Linked DNA regions of Sus scrofa: region 2 is linked to region 1. The links are chromatin contacts, called in public HiChIP or PLAC-seq maps. All regions are on one chromosome and are shown on one strand. The core of a region is the stretch at or near the end of the contact, and the rest is flanking DNA. Distances in the headings are between cores, read along the strand shown.

Evidence for each region. HiChIP or PLAC-seq counts read pairs in DNA pulled down with a chosen protein or histone mark.
Region 2: a contact with region 1 is called in an H3K27ac HiChIP or PLAC-seq map of alveolar macrophages. The contact joins the promoter of PPM1K here to the promoter of HERC6 in region 1. A contact is called at or near these places in 2 of 5 promoter capture datasets (fetal skeletal muscle and liver), 3 of 47 Hi-C or Micro-C datasets (alveolar macrophages, embryonic fibroblasts and epiblast stem cells) and 2 of 2 datasets of contacts at active chromatin or transcription factors (alveolar macrophages and skeletal muscle).

What each region holds. Positions count from the first base shown.
Region 1 is chr8:130,662,280-130,669,501 of Sscrofa11.1, forward strand. HERC6 (probable E3 ubiquitin-protein ligase HERC6) reads right to left here and starts at 3,312. Exons shown (of 22, transcript XM_021100765.1): 1 at 2,491-3,312. The coding sequence starts at 2,689.
Region 2 is chr8:130,743,464-130,750,685 of Sscrofa11.1, forward strand. PPM1K (protein phosphatase 1K, mitochondrial) reads left to right here and starts at 4,744. Exons shown (of 7, transcript XM_021101768.1): 1 at 4,744-4,962. LOC110262191 (a long non-coding RNA gene) reads right to left here and starts at 4,614. Exons shown (of 4, transcript XR_002346875.1): 1 at 4,153-4,614.

The sequences.
Region 1 (7,222 bases), core at 2,062-4,561:
ATGCCCCGGTCAATGAAACTGGCCCGGGGGACCTCACTGCTCCAGACGACTGCCTTTTCTTCTCTCCTGCGCGCTAGCAGGGATCACCTCTATTCCACTGCTCTTCCCAGCCCTCAAGAGTGAGAACAGATGAAGTCTTTGCTCAGGAAGGAAAGGGCAGGAAGCCTTGCCTTCCTGTGAGAGGCAGATGCTACATGCTCTCACAATGAAGCCTGCGGTAATTTGGCTCCGATGGGCCAAAAGGACCCACAGTTGAAAACCTGATCACATTTCCCTACAAGACAAACTGTTCTCCCCCAAGGGTGCATCTCTGAATTGTTAGAGAGTTAGGTACTTCATTACCAGGAAAGTTCTTGTTAATACTTAAGGTTTGGTGTTTTTTTTGTTTTTTTTTTTTTAATCTTGTGATCTTTCCTTTTCAATGATTTATTTTTCCAACTATGCAACAATAATAAAAATTCCTAAAGATTCGTACACTGATGGAGGTAGAAACTGGTGCCTCCTTCCCAGAGAATAATTTGGCTTTAAATATCATGTTGTCCCTTGTTTCCACCTGAAGGGGTTCGGGATGTGCCACCCGAAAATGTGCCACTTTGGCATAAGGATTATTCTCAGCTGGAGGCAACTGAGAATCACCAGATGCAGGAAGAGTTCTCTGCCTTCCTCTTCGCAACATAGAGCATAGATTTGTGAAGGTGTGCCGCTCCCCACCCCCCATCACTTTCCCACCAGAAAGAGCAGAGTCACCAGAGCTGGCACTGAGATGAATGCATAAACAGACCTCAGTGAAAATAACAGCTACCACCCATTAATATCCCCTATATATTTCAGTCATTTCCCAAAACAGATCACCCCTCAAAACCTAAGCCCCTTGTTCGCTGTTAAATGGCATATAAACTCCTAAGTCTAACCACTTCTTGCGTTTCACTTCTTTTCTGTCAACTCCTGTGCACATAAAATATTGATAAAATTGTTGTGGGTTTTTTTCTAGTTTATCTGTCTTTGTCAGTTTAGTTCACTAACCCTCATGACAAGAATTAAGAGGGTAGAGAAAAAGTTTTTCCTCTCCGACACATCCCTTGGAATTTATTCCAAGTAAGTAATCAGAAAGTTGGTCAAATATTTACTTAGAATGTCAATCTTAACATTATTTATAAAAGTCCCTAATGAGAAAAAAACCTAATTTCCATGAAAGGGGAATGATTAAATTGTACTCTCAGAGCCTAGAATGTTAGGTGACAACTTAAATTTTATTTTCAAAAAATTCATAATAAAAGGTAAACATGGGAGTTCCCATTATGGCTCAGTGGTTAGCGAATCCGACTAGGAACCATGAGGTTGCGGGTTTGATCCCTGGCCTTGCTCAGTAGGTTAAGGATCCAGTGTTGCCGTGAGCTGTGGTATAGACTGCAGATGTGGCTCAGATCCTGTGTTGCTGTGGCTGTGGCGTAAGCCGGCGGCTACAGCTCCAATTAGACCCCTAGCCTGGGAACCTCCATATGCCAAGAGAACGGCCCTAGAAAGGGCAAAAAGACCAAAAAAAAAAAAAAAAAGGTAAATATGTTCATGATATTATGTTTCGTGAAAAAGCAACTTACAGTTATATAAGCTCTGCATATATAAAACTGTATAATGACAAGATTTTATAAAAATCAAAAATATAATAAAAAAGGGCAAAATAGAAATGCATCAAAATATTAGGAGTTGTCTTCTGGTGTTAGAATTATTAGTGATTTCTCTTTTTGTTGTTGTTGTTAGTGATTTCTCTTTTTGTTTGTTGTTGTTGTTTGTTTGTTTTTGCTTTTCAGGGCCGCACCTTCTGCATATGGAAGTTCCCAGGCTAGGGGTTGAATCAGAGCTGCAACTGCCAGCCTACACCACAGCCACAGCAATGCAGGATCCCAGCAGCGTCTGCAGCCTACACCACACATCACTGGCAACTCCAGATGCTTAGTCCACTAAGTGATGGAACCTGCATCCTCTTGGATCCTAGTGGGGGGGTTGTAACCACTGAGCCGGGACGGGAACTGCAATGATTAGCGATTTCTTTCCCTATTTTTCTACAATGATAGTAAAATCGCTACCACATATATTTACATAATACATATGTTAACTACTATTAGGTACATTAATTTTAGGGAAAAAAGAGGCCCTACAGTAATTCTGAGGGAGTTACAGGTGCCCAAAGCACAAAGCACGTTTGGAAAGTTACTCTGTTCAGATAGATTCGCGCAGGTAAGGACTGGTCTCGAAAGGCAACTTTGCTCAGAGGCAGGCAGTCCAATTTAGTTTGGCTTTCAGTTTCCTTTTGAAAATAAAACTACTAGAAACCGAAACAAACCCGAGGCTCCTCGGGAAAACGAAACTGGTGAGTTGCGCTCTGGCTGCGCGGAGCACCGTTCTCCCGGCTCCTATGGCCAGGCGGACCCAAGGCTCCCAGCCCCGCCACCTGCCTGACCCCGCGCCCCGCACCTGCGTCCCGGCGCTCACCTGGTCGCTCCCCGCGCTGCACGCCCTTCCGGCCCAGCTGGCCGTGGCTGTTGTCCCCGCACGACTGGACCGCGCCGTTGCTCAGCAGCAGCAGAGAGTGCCGCTCCCCGCTGGCCGCCTGCAGCAGCGCGTCGCCTCCCGGGCCCGCCGGCCCCGGGTTCTGCGACCTGGGGCGGTCCCCGCTCCAGCAGAAATACATCGCGCTCCCGCACACAGCCGCCTGCCCGAGTCCTTGCGCTCCTGCCCGCTCGGCCAGCAAGTCAGACGGATGTGCGCTGACTTTCCGGAAAACACCAGGCTAAGTGAACCGCGCCCTTGCTGAAAGCGCGCTGGGGTCCAGCTCGCTCCCCGCCCTCTGTCCCCAGCACTGCCCCGGCACTCGTCATCCCGACGCCTCCCCACGAACCGCTTTCGGAATCAAACGTAAGCCGGCAAGTGCTAAGGAGCAGAGGGACCCCAAAAGAAAAGCGTCTGGATTTGCATCCTAGCTAAGCCGTTTACAAGCTGTGCGACTCTGAGCAAGATACTTAACGATTCTGTGCCTCCGCTACCATGCCAATGAAATGTGGACAGTAATACAGCAAATCTAACATAATTTAATAGATAATATTGTGTTGGAATAATGCCTAGAGTACTTAGTAAAAGCATCAGCATGCCTCTTCTAGACTGTTTTTGGCACTGAAAGTGCAAAATCCTCGTGATGCTTGTATTCATTCTCCTGTTTACATGCAAATAAACAGTAAAATGTCAAGTGGCCACATGAAGAAAAATAAAACAGTAAAGGAACAGAGGATAGGGACAGAAAGAATTAGCGTTTTTGATAAGATATCAGGGAAGGGCTCTCTGATGAAGTGACATTTGAGCAGAGAGCCAAGGGCCTGGGAAAGGAAATGAGTGAAATGAGTCATGTTCATATCTGGGATGAAGGGTGAAGTGGAGCATTTGGAGACTTTTGAGCAGAGAAGTGATATGATCTTTAACTTTAAAAGAATTACTCTGGGAGTTGCCGTCATGGCTCAGCAGTTAGCGAACAGACTAGCATCCATGAGGACGCAGGTTCAATCCCTGGCCCCACTCAGTGGGTTAAGGATCCGGTGTGGCCGTGAATTGCGGTGTAGGTCACAGACACTGCTCAGATCTGGCGTGGCTGCGGCTGTGGCTGTGGCACAGGCCGGTGGCTACAGCTCTGATTCGACCCCTAGCCTGGGAACCTCCCTATGCCGCAGGTGCAGCCCTAAAGAGCAATAAATAAATAAGTAAGTAAATAAATAAATAAATTTATTTTAAAAAATCACCTGGAGAACAAAACTGTAAATGTAATGTGCAGTTTCTGTCCCCAGTACTAAGTACAGTGTGTGCCACAGTAAAAGAACTCAAATGTCAGCGAGATAGTGAATAAAGAAATAGAGAAAATTCTAGAAAAAGTAGAATTCTCAGTTGACTGTGTTCACGCACTTGGAAACCGTAGCTCCCATCTATAATCATGTTTACCATGGGTTGACTAATTTATATAAAATATCTAATTTGATTCTTTCAAGGGGTTTTCTCAGTTAAGGTTCTGTGGGTTGCGAGTGACGGAAAACATGACCTAAGTTCGCCTAAGCAAAAGGGAAATTTACTGGTAGATTGTATTGTTATTATTCAAAAATATTTGCTGTCCTCTCCACCCTGTGGCGTCAAGTTGGAGCATGTGAATTTGCTCTGGCCAATGGCATGCAAGCAGGAAATGTCTTCCAGGCAGACCATTTAAGAGCCAGTACTTGGCAGACACTGTAAGTCGACTATGGTGGAAAAAATAAAAATCATTTTCAAAAGGGCCAGTTCTTATTTTCCCTACTCTCTTTTTTCCTCCATGACAATAATTGGTGATTTTCTAGATAGAGATTGTTCCATCATTCTGGGTCCCAGGTCAAAACAAAAAAAAAACAAACAAGCTTCAACAGGGTTGCAGCTAATCGATGTACTATAAATGAGAGAGAAATCTTTGTTCTTATAAGCCCCTGAGCTTTTGGGGGGTGTTCCTTAGCCTCTTCTGACGGTCACATAACGGAGACGCCTGTCGGCACGGCTGATTTCAGGAAGTGCTGTCAACAAGGACTGTCAACACAGTTCTGATCGTGTCACTTAACTTTTTGCAGGGTGGTCGGCCTAATGGTATGGAATGATAAACGCAAAATCTTCTGTGTGTAATTTAAGGCCCTCTGTGATTCGCTGGTAACTGCAATTTCATTCATTCATTCTCTCTCTCCCTTTCTCTCTGTCTCTGTCTCTGTCTCTGTCTCTCTCTCTCTCTCACACACACACACACACACACACACACAGTTTACTGTCACAATGAACAGCTCGCCTTTTCCTACTTGATTTTTTCCAAATCCACGCCTTTGTTCATTCTGTATCATTCCGAGAAGAGGGTTTTCTTCTCGCCTTTTCTGTTTATGAAACGATGTGTGTCTCAAATGCCCCATCTCTGTGAAGTGCTTCGTGGACTCCACAACATCCAGGACGGCTTTCTGGGCAACGGACGATGACCTCCGAAGCCACGCTCCCCCCGACGTGACACTGCTCTCACTCCGTACCGCTCTGCTGTGTCACCATGGCCCAGCCAGCCTGTGCAGCCACACCAAATCCTAGCGACGGGTCTGTTACACAAAACAGCGCGTGGCCCTTCGTAAATACCCAATAACTATTAGATGAATTAATTAGGTAAAGCTTGCAGTTAATTTTTTAAAATATTTACCAAATATCCACGAGGGGTATAACAAGGAACAAAGAAAATATAATTATTATCTACATTAGTATTTATTTTATTTATTTTGTCTTTTTGCCAAAATGATTCTACATTTTGACACTCCTGTGGCATATGGAGGTTCCCAGGCCAGGGGTCTAATCGGAGCTGTCACTGCCTGCCTACACCACAGCCACACCAACGCCAACGCCACATCCAAGCCACGTCTGCGACCTACACCACAGCTCACGGCAACACCAGATCCTTAACCCACTGAGCAAGGGCAGGGATCGAACCCGCAACCTCATGGTTCCTAGTCGAATTCGTTAACCACTGAGCCATGACGGGAACGCCTACATTAGTATTTACTTTAGACTTTACAAAATCCTTCCAGCTATTTCACCCTCTGTCCTCACAAGCACAGAGTAAATGGTCATAAGAAGGAAACTATCTGTTCCCAGATGAAGAAGCGAGACTCAGGGAAGTGAAGGTGACTGGTCTAAATTATAGATCAGTAAGTGGAATAGCTCCTGGTTTTTTCTTTCCATTAAATAACCAAGTCTGATAAGCTTTCCTTTCTCAGAGAACACACGGGTGATAAACAGAAAAGCAGCGGACATTGACTGTCATTGTATCTTTAAAATCGAACTTTAGGAGTTCCCGTGGTGGCTCAGTGGTTAATGAATCCGACTAGCCTGGGAACCTGCATATGCTGTGGGAGCAGCCCTAGAAAAGGCAAAAAGACAAAAAAAAAAAAAAAAAGGTAAATATGTTCATGATATTATGTTTCGTGAAAAAGCAACTTACAGTTATATAAGCTCTGCATATATAAAACTGTATAATGACAAGATTTTATAAAAATTAAAAATATAATAAAAAAAGGCAAAATAGAAATGCATCAAAATATTAGGAGTTGTCTTCTGGTGCTAGAATTATTAGTGATTTCTCTTTTTGTTGTTGCTGTTGTTATTAGTGATTTCTCTTTTTGCTTGTTGTTGTTGTTGTTGTTGTTTGTTTTTGCTTTTCAGGGCCGCACCTTCTGCATATGGAAGTTCCCAGGCTAGGGGTTGAATCAGAGCTGCAACTGCCAGCCTACACCACAGCCACAGCAATGCAGGATCCCAGCAGCGTCTGCAGCCTACACCACACATCACTGGCAACTCCAGATGCTTAGTCCACTAAGTGATGGAACCTGCATCCTCTTGGATCCTAGTGGGGGGGTTGTAACCACTGAGCCGGGACGGGAACTGCAATGATTAGCGATTTCTTTCCCTATTTTTCTACAATGATAGTAAAATCGCTACCACATATATTTACATAATACATATGTTAACTACTATTAGGTACATTAATTTTAGGAAAAAAAGAGGCTCTACAGTAATTCTGAGGGAGTTACAGGTGCCCAAAGCACAAAGCACGTTTGGAAAGTTACTCTGTTCAGATAGATTCGCGCAGGTAAGGACTGGTCTCGAAAGGCAACTTTGCTCAGAGGCAGGCAGTCCAATTTAGTTTGGCTTTCAGTTTCCTTTTGAAAATAAAACTACTAGAAACCGAAACAAACCCGAGGCTCCTCGGGAAAACGAAACTGGTCAGTTGCGCTCTGGCTGCTCAGTGGTTAATGTATCCGACTAGGAACCATGAGGTTGTGGGTTTAATCCCTGGCCTTGCTCAGTGGGTTAAGGATCAGGCATTGCCGTGAGCTGTGGTATAGGTCGCAGATGTGGCTGGGATCTGATGTTGTTGTGGCTATGGTGTAGGCTGGTAGCGACAGTTCCCATTTGACCCTAGCCTGGGGACCTCCATATGCCACGGGAGCTGCCCCAGAAAAGCCAAAAAGACAAACAATAAAATAAAATAAAATAAAATAAAATAATAAAATCGAACTTTGAAGATTATTTATACCTAATATCTTATACCAACAGCCTAGGTTTCGTTTTTTACTAATTTTCCCTAACAGTGATTTATGGAGGACAAGAGAATGAGAAAAGGGGAAGAAAATAGTTTCCT
Region 2 (7,222 bases), core at 3,494-5,993, 83 kb after region 1:
ACTGGAATCTAATATCCAGCACAAATGAACATCTCCTCAGAAAAGAAAATCATGGACTTGGAGAAAAGACTTGTGGCTGCCCGATGGGAGGGGGAGGGAGTGGGAGGGATCGGGAGCTTGGGCTTATCAGACACAACCTAGAATAGATATACAAGGAGATCCTGCTGAATAGCATTGAGAACTTTGTTTAGATATTCATGTTGCAACAGAACAAAGGGTGGGAGAAAAAAAAATGTAATTGTAATGTATACACGTAAGGATTCCCTGACCCCCTTGCTGTACAGTGGGAAAATTAAAAAAAAAAAAAAATTAAAGCTGTCAAAGGATCATTAAAAAAAAAAAAAAAAGAAAGTGTCCTATCTTTTTTTTGTGTGTGTGTGGTGTGTCTTTTTGCCATTTCTTGGGCCTCTCCTGCGGCATACGGAGGTTCCCAGGCTAGGGGTCAAATTGGAGCTGTAGCCACCGGCCTACACCAGAGCCACAGCAACTCGGGATCTGAGCTGAGTCTGCGACCTACACCACAGACCTACACCACAGCTCACAGCAATGCCGGATCTTTAACCCGCTGAGCAAGGCCAGGGATCGAACCCGCAACCTCATGGTTCCTAGTCAGATTCGTTAGCCACTAAGCCACGACTGGAACTCCACAAGTGTCCTGTCTTAATAAAAATATTTCTTGCTTATCACATTGTCTTCTGCTGAATTCCTTGTGTGGAAGTATGAAGAACTTGAACCTCAGTGAACCCAAACACCGGGTGAGTGATTCTAACTTAAAACTGTGGGTTTAAGTCCCAATCTGGGTTTAGGCTGGGTTCGAGTCCCAGCACATGAGTTCAAGCCCCAGTCTGTGTTCTGGCTGGGTTCATGCCGTTAGTGCTGTCAGTTTCAGTTTCATTCAAGTGGTTCATTAGCCTAAATCTCAAATGGTTTATGTTCTCACTTGACAGTTTATAAAGCTCCATGCTACCTACCCACCCACATCCTTATGACCTGTCCCAGATGTAATTTCCTGACAGTCACCACTATCAAATAGCTCAATTCTTTAAAGTATAAAGTGAAATAAAAAGAAGCTCAAGTTAACGAAGGTACTGAGCGTTGCATCCACATCATTCTTTTGGATATTATGCAGTGATTTCCCCCATGCCGAGTACCTTTATACCACCTTTAGCCACGATTTAGAGATTCAAAAGCAGAAGTATAAAATTCAGAAGATGGCAACTGCTGGCTTTATTCTTATTCACCTGTGATTGGATGTGGAATGGTATGGTTTTCAAATATAAGACCAAGGACTGTACTAGCACCAAACATAGGCCTATTTTTCAGGACAGTGTAACTGACCTTGCTTATTATAGGACTGTGGATTATTGTCTATTATAGTAAAAGGATGTAGCAAAGTCATAGTATCAAATGCTGGACATGTAGTCTGCAACTGCTTAAAGGAAAGTCAAAACAACCAGACATAATTCAAAATGTTTTAGATTTCCAAACTTAAAATTTCCCATGTCAACAGTTCCTTGTGGCCAAAAGTTTTCGCATTTGTGAGAGCAAAGCCCTTCATTATCTGGTCCAAATGTTTGAGGTAGTGCAATCATGATGAATAGCTTTAAAAATAACTTCGTTGTATTTAAAACTCAGCCACCAAAATGCTCTACCAAAGAAAAGGCCATCGCCAAAAGATATTGGAATGTTCATAATAGAACTATCTGTAATAGCGCCAAACTGAAAACTACCCCAACTTCCATCCGGATGAGTTCAAAATTGTGGTATAGTCACAGAATGAAGTAAAATGAATAATCTACAACTACCTGCAACAATATGGAAGGATCTCACAAGCATTAAGAAGCCAAACAAAAGAACGCATTCAGTTATGATCATTATACAACTACAGATGTAATAAATTCATATGAGTAATAATTAAAAAAAAAAAAGAATGCATTCAGCGGATTAAAGATCCCACGTTGCCTTTGTGAGGATTCGGGTTCCATCCTTGGCCTTGCTCGGTGGGTTAAGGATGCCACGTTGCTCTAATCCAAGGCATAGGTCAAAGATGAGGCTTGCATTTGGTGTTGCCAAGGCTGCGGTGTAAGCCTCAGCTGCAGCTCAGATTCGAGCCCTAGCCCAGGAACTTACATGTGCCACAGGTGCGGCTGTAAAAAGAAAAAAGAATGCTTACTTTATGCTATTGTTAGGGGACCATTGACTGAAAGGGCCCACCTTGCCCAGGCCACAGTAATAGCTACTTCCTTGAGTTGTCTCACTATAGGAGGCCCTGATAAGGAACTCCTATATTATATATATTATATTATATTATAATATATATCATAATATATTATATATATATTATATTATATATTATATTATATTATATATATTATATATATTATATTATAATTATATTATATATATTATATTTTATATATATATTATATAATATAATATATATAATATATATATAATTATATTATAATTATATTATAATATATATTATAATATATTATAATATATATTATATTATAATGCATTGCGGCATTGCGCTGAAGACCAAAGGGAGGCTTAGGGAGGGGTCAGTGGGAGGGAGGAGACAACCAACCTCCCAGAATCCTTGGTGCTGGACCAAGTCTCGGCTGAGGGAGGTAGGTGCCCACCACCAAGAAGGTCCCTGCGCCAGACCAAGTATGGACTGAGCAAGACGACTGGCCAGAGACAGCTGGGAAACTAAACCCATTCCCATAAAACCTGAGACTGTGAGCCACTTGGCAGAGCGCTTCTCCTGGGTTCCCTCACCCTGCAGCTCTCCCTTCTCAATAAAGTCTTTTTCCTTGTCAGCTCATGTGTCTCCTCGAACAATTCATTTCCAAGTGTTAGACAAGAGCTCATTCTTGGGCTCTGGAAGGCCTCCCTCTTCCTGAAACAATTCTATAAAAACCAAGTCAAAGATTTGGCAAAACTAAGCTATGTTGTTGAAAGTCAGGTTAGGCAACAACCGGAAAGCAGTATTATAAGGTTCTTTGTTGTTAATGATTTTTTTCCTGATTTAGGTGGCAGATACAGAGATGTGCTCAAATTGTAAAAATTCATAGAGCTATAAACAGCTTGGGATATGTGCACTTTTCTCTGTGTGTGTGTGTGTGTGTGTGTGTGTGTATAATTCAATAAAGTTAAAAAAAAGTCCAGGAGTTCCCACTGTGACTCAGCAGTAATGAACCTGACTAGTATCCATGAGGACACAGGTTCTATCCCTGGCCTTGATCAGTGGGTAAGGATCTGGCGTTGCCATGATCTGTGGTGCAGGTTGCCGACGTGGCTTGGCTCCCACTTTGCAATGGCTGTGTTGTAGGCGGGCAGCTGTGGCTCTGATTTGACCCCTAGCCTGGGAACTTCCATGTGCCGTGAGTGTGGCCCTCAAAGACAGAAAATTCCAGGAAGCCCATGAAAACTGAATTTCAACCCAACACAATCTTCAATCTCATTACTAGAACTTGGGGGCCGTCAAGGTGAGAATCACTCTGTAAATAGAGTACTCAATGAACAGGATTCCAAACAGTTGTGCCAGGACCAGGATACCGAATGGGTCAAAACAAGCCAGTGATTTATCTTTAAAGTCTCCAGTCTCTCTGCTTTTCTCTATCTCCAGTGGTATTGCCAGTGTAAACCAGGTCGTCTTCCACCTTGAATCCCCTCTGATCCTATCTCCTAACCTGTCTCCCAGTAACCTCTTCTACCAACCAAAGTGATTTAAAGTCTGAACCCCATCCTTTTACTCCTTTTCTTAAAATGCCTTGAGAGTCTCATTAAATTTAAAATGTAATGCAAATTCCAAATCTTGGCTACACTGTCAGGCCTGATGACCACAGAGCCTCTAGTCCTTGGGCTCAGCGCTCTCCTTCCCTCTTAAACTACAACCACACTGGCCTTCTGTTTTTCCAAAATGTCAAGCTGTCCCACTTAAACACCTTTGCTCTGCCGTCTCCTCTGCCCAGGACAATCATTACCTTCCAGGTTCCAAGGCTTCTGATCTCCCCACTCTTTGTTTAAATGTTATAACGTTCTTATATAACGACCCTCCATATTGAACCTCAACCTCCTATTATTTTCTATATTTACACCTTGTCTACTTCCTTCTTTGATTTATTATGTTATTTGCTTATTTACCTCTTTGTTTTCTCCCTCTTCCGCCTCATTAGACTGGGAGCTTTATGAAGGTAGCTATCAAGTCTGCTTGGGTCAAAATCGCATGCCTGGTATGCAAAAGGTCCTCCACACACGTGGAAACACCTGTCGAATGATGAATCGACTCTCTCGAGGGATCCCGAGATGTCTGTTCAGTCACGAAGAACGTCGCACGGTGAGTTTTTCAAAGAACAGCAATGGCACCAGAGGCCTTTCAACCTTTTTGCCTGGCATAGTGTTGGCATTCCGTTCTTGCTTTCCTGGTCGTCACACTAGGGCCTTATTGCCTCAGGCGGCACACCCCCTCTCCGCGAGCCGCCGGTTTGGTACCACATGTCTCGACCCCACCCATCGCGGGGGCGCTTTCTCATTGGCCAGCTCACCAACGCCTTCGGGAGGGCGGATATCTTCCCTCGGCAGCTACTGGTCCAAGTCTGCGTCGCTCTACCGTGAGGGGCTGAAAGGCAGCCAAGTCAAACGGCACTCGCGGGGAGGCTCGGTCCCATCGGAACCGGTGATTGGTTGAGACTGAGGGCGGGCGCCCCGCCTTGCCAAACGCGGATTGGCCAGAGCGGCGGTCAGAAAGCAGGAACAGCCTTTCCCCCCCTCCCACTAGCCCAAAACCGGGGACAAATTCTCGAGGTTTTCCAGCTGAGGAGCCAGTCGGTGGCTGTTCTAACTGCTTGCTCCAGAGATTGGAAACAACGGAGAAGGCAGTCGTATTGACGGAAAGCCCATCTCCAGCCGTCCGCTGGCTCATTAAAAATTTCCCAGGGACATTACCATCACGAGGTAAGAGCCTGGAGCGTGTCCTTCATTTATTTGTTAACCGTTTATGGTATTATTTACAGGCGGGGTCGCATCCCACCGCTCTGGATCCGCGGAATGGAGAGTAAACGGAGGAGGGTTCCCCGGGGAGGGGAGAGGAACGCGTCCGAGCCCGGCTGTCAGTCTGGGTGCTCTGTGCGCCGCTTTTTTCCCTTTCGAGGTCTGGAGCAGCGTGTCGGGGCGGGGCTCAGCCTCACCCTGGCTGAGCCTCGGGCTGCAGGCCTTTCCTGCACAGACTCTGCGCTCGGCCTGAACTTGACCGCAGGCTGGAGGCGCCTGCGGAGCGAATGTGGTGGGCTGGGTCGGAAGGAGGAAGAGACCTCGGAAGGGACGACGGACGCGAGAAGACAGCACCTGCCTGCTCGTGTTTCCCTTTCGCGCGGCCCAGAGTCGCCCAGCAGCAAACCCCGGACGCGAGGATGCCGCGGGGCTCGAGCTCCGCGCCGTCGCTGCTGCCGCGGCAGGGCTGAGGGCGACGGGGCGACAGCCGGAATCTGTACGCGGAGCGGGTGGTTGGCAGGCGAGACCGCGCGGCGGAAAGTGCGGTACCCCAGCCGCCTGCAGTGCCGCGCGGTCCGGACGCGGTGCTTCCTGCGCGTGTTGCCCTGGCCACTCATCTGTCTGAGCCCGGGAGCCGCGCCCAGGATCGCCAACTGTCCAAAGGTGAGCTTTTCAGGGGATCAGAATAGAGAAGGATGCAGAGCCCTGGGTGGTGTCGATCTGAGGACGTGGGGTTTGCTTTGCCAGAAGAGCACTGTAATCTCAAGGCCTCGTGGCTGTTGTCTCTTTTAGCAGCCGTTTTCGGTAGGGATTTCACAGGGCGTGACAAAGACGAGACTCCGGGTTGCAGCAGCCAAGGAATTTGGAGTCTCTGAAGCTCCACTGGCTTTTCTGGGCTTCAGACTGGGAATGTGCAGCAAGGCCCCTTCAGTCCTCGGCACCATCCTCCGGGGCGGGGGAGGAAGGAGGCTGTCGGTGGTTTCGGACTGAGCAACTAAGGTGACAGATGATGATGGTTTTGAAAAACAGCTATGGTGTCGTAGACTAGGAGAAAAATAAATGTACCATTGCGTATAAAAGATCTCGGTTATAATTGTTCGGTAGTGCGTTCTCGCTGATTTTTTTTTTTTTTTTCCCCACCTTAGTCATTTTCTACAGACCACCGAGGTAGGCACCTCCCTTGACTGGACTCTTAGAGAAGAGGAGGGAGGTGCTGGTGATGTAGTGTAGAATGTACAGGAAAATTCTTCTTAAATGATGGTTTGGAGTGTGATCTGTGAGTTGGATCCACCTTTACTGAAATGTTTTAAAAGATATTTGTGGAATTAGAATTAATGAATATTTTTCACTGCTCCCCTGTTCGTTTCTCTATTCCCACATCTAAATATATATCCACAACAAACCTAAGGGGATTCATTTGGGATCCTTTTTTTTTTTTTCACCTCCTGTAGACTAATATATCTCTTCCTCTTGCTAATAAAGAGGATAGTGGAGTCCACGTTTCCTGAAGTGCATTTGGGAGATTTCCAGAGCATTTGAATTTATCGGGGTGGATTTGTTATTTTTTTATAGTGTCGTTAGGAAATATTTTCAGAATATTAAAACTGCCTGTGTTTTCATTGTGGAAGTTACTGATGTAAAGATACCCGAGTGGCACTTTATAATGGACAGATATGAACACTTCCTAAAATGTCTTTGCTCAAGGGATAGATGTAAGCAGTTTTCAGTAGTACTGGTCTTCATAACTCTTGGATAATTTTGGCATGTGCTTAACATGATGGCAGTAAGCTGTCCTTTTGACCTGATTTCAACAGTCAAGGGCAGTTTAACTCAGATCCCAAGTGCCTCCTGCCAGAAACCATGAGTGCCTCCCTTGTCCAAAAATACATTTGGATAGCTCTGTGTTGTTGAAAGCATTGTGGGATTATAAAGTTGGCATAGATATCTTGTAGATACATAAATGGCTTTTCTGCACGACTCCCTCCCCCAATTTTATTTTTACATCAAGGGTATACCTCAAAGTTTGCTACAAACCAAACGTATTTTTTTCCCTTCCCAATGCTCTTCACCTGAGAGTTCCTACTCTCAGAATGTGGCTTTTCACCAGTGCGCTTACGTAGACTCACAACGTATTGCATTTAACCCTCTTTGCTGAGAATCCCATGTTGGTCATTATTTCAATCAGGGGTCAGCCAATCAGGGGTCAGCTTTGTTCAGTAGTCCT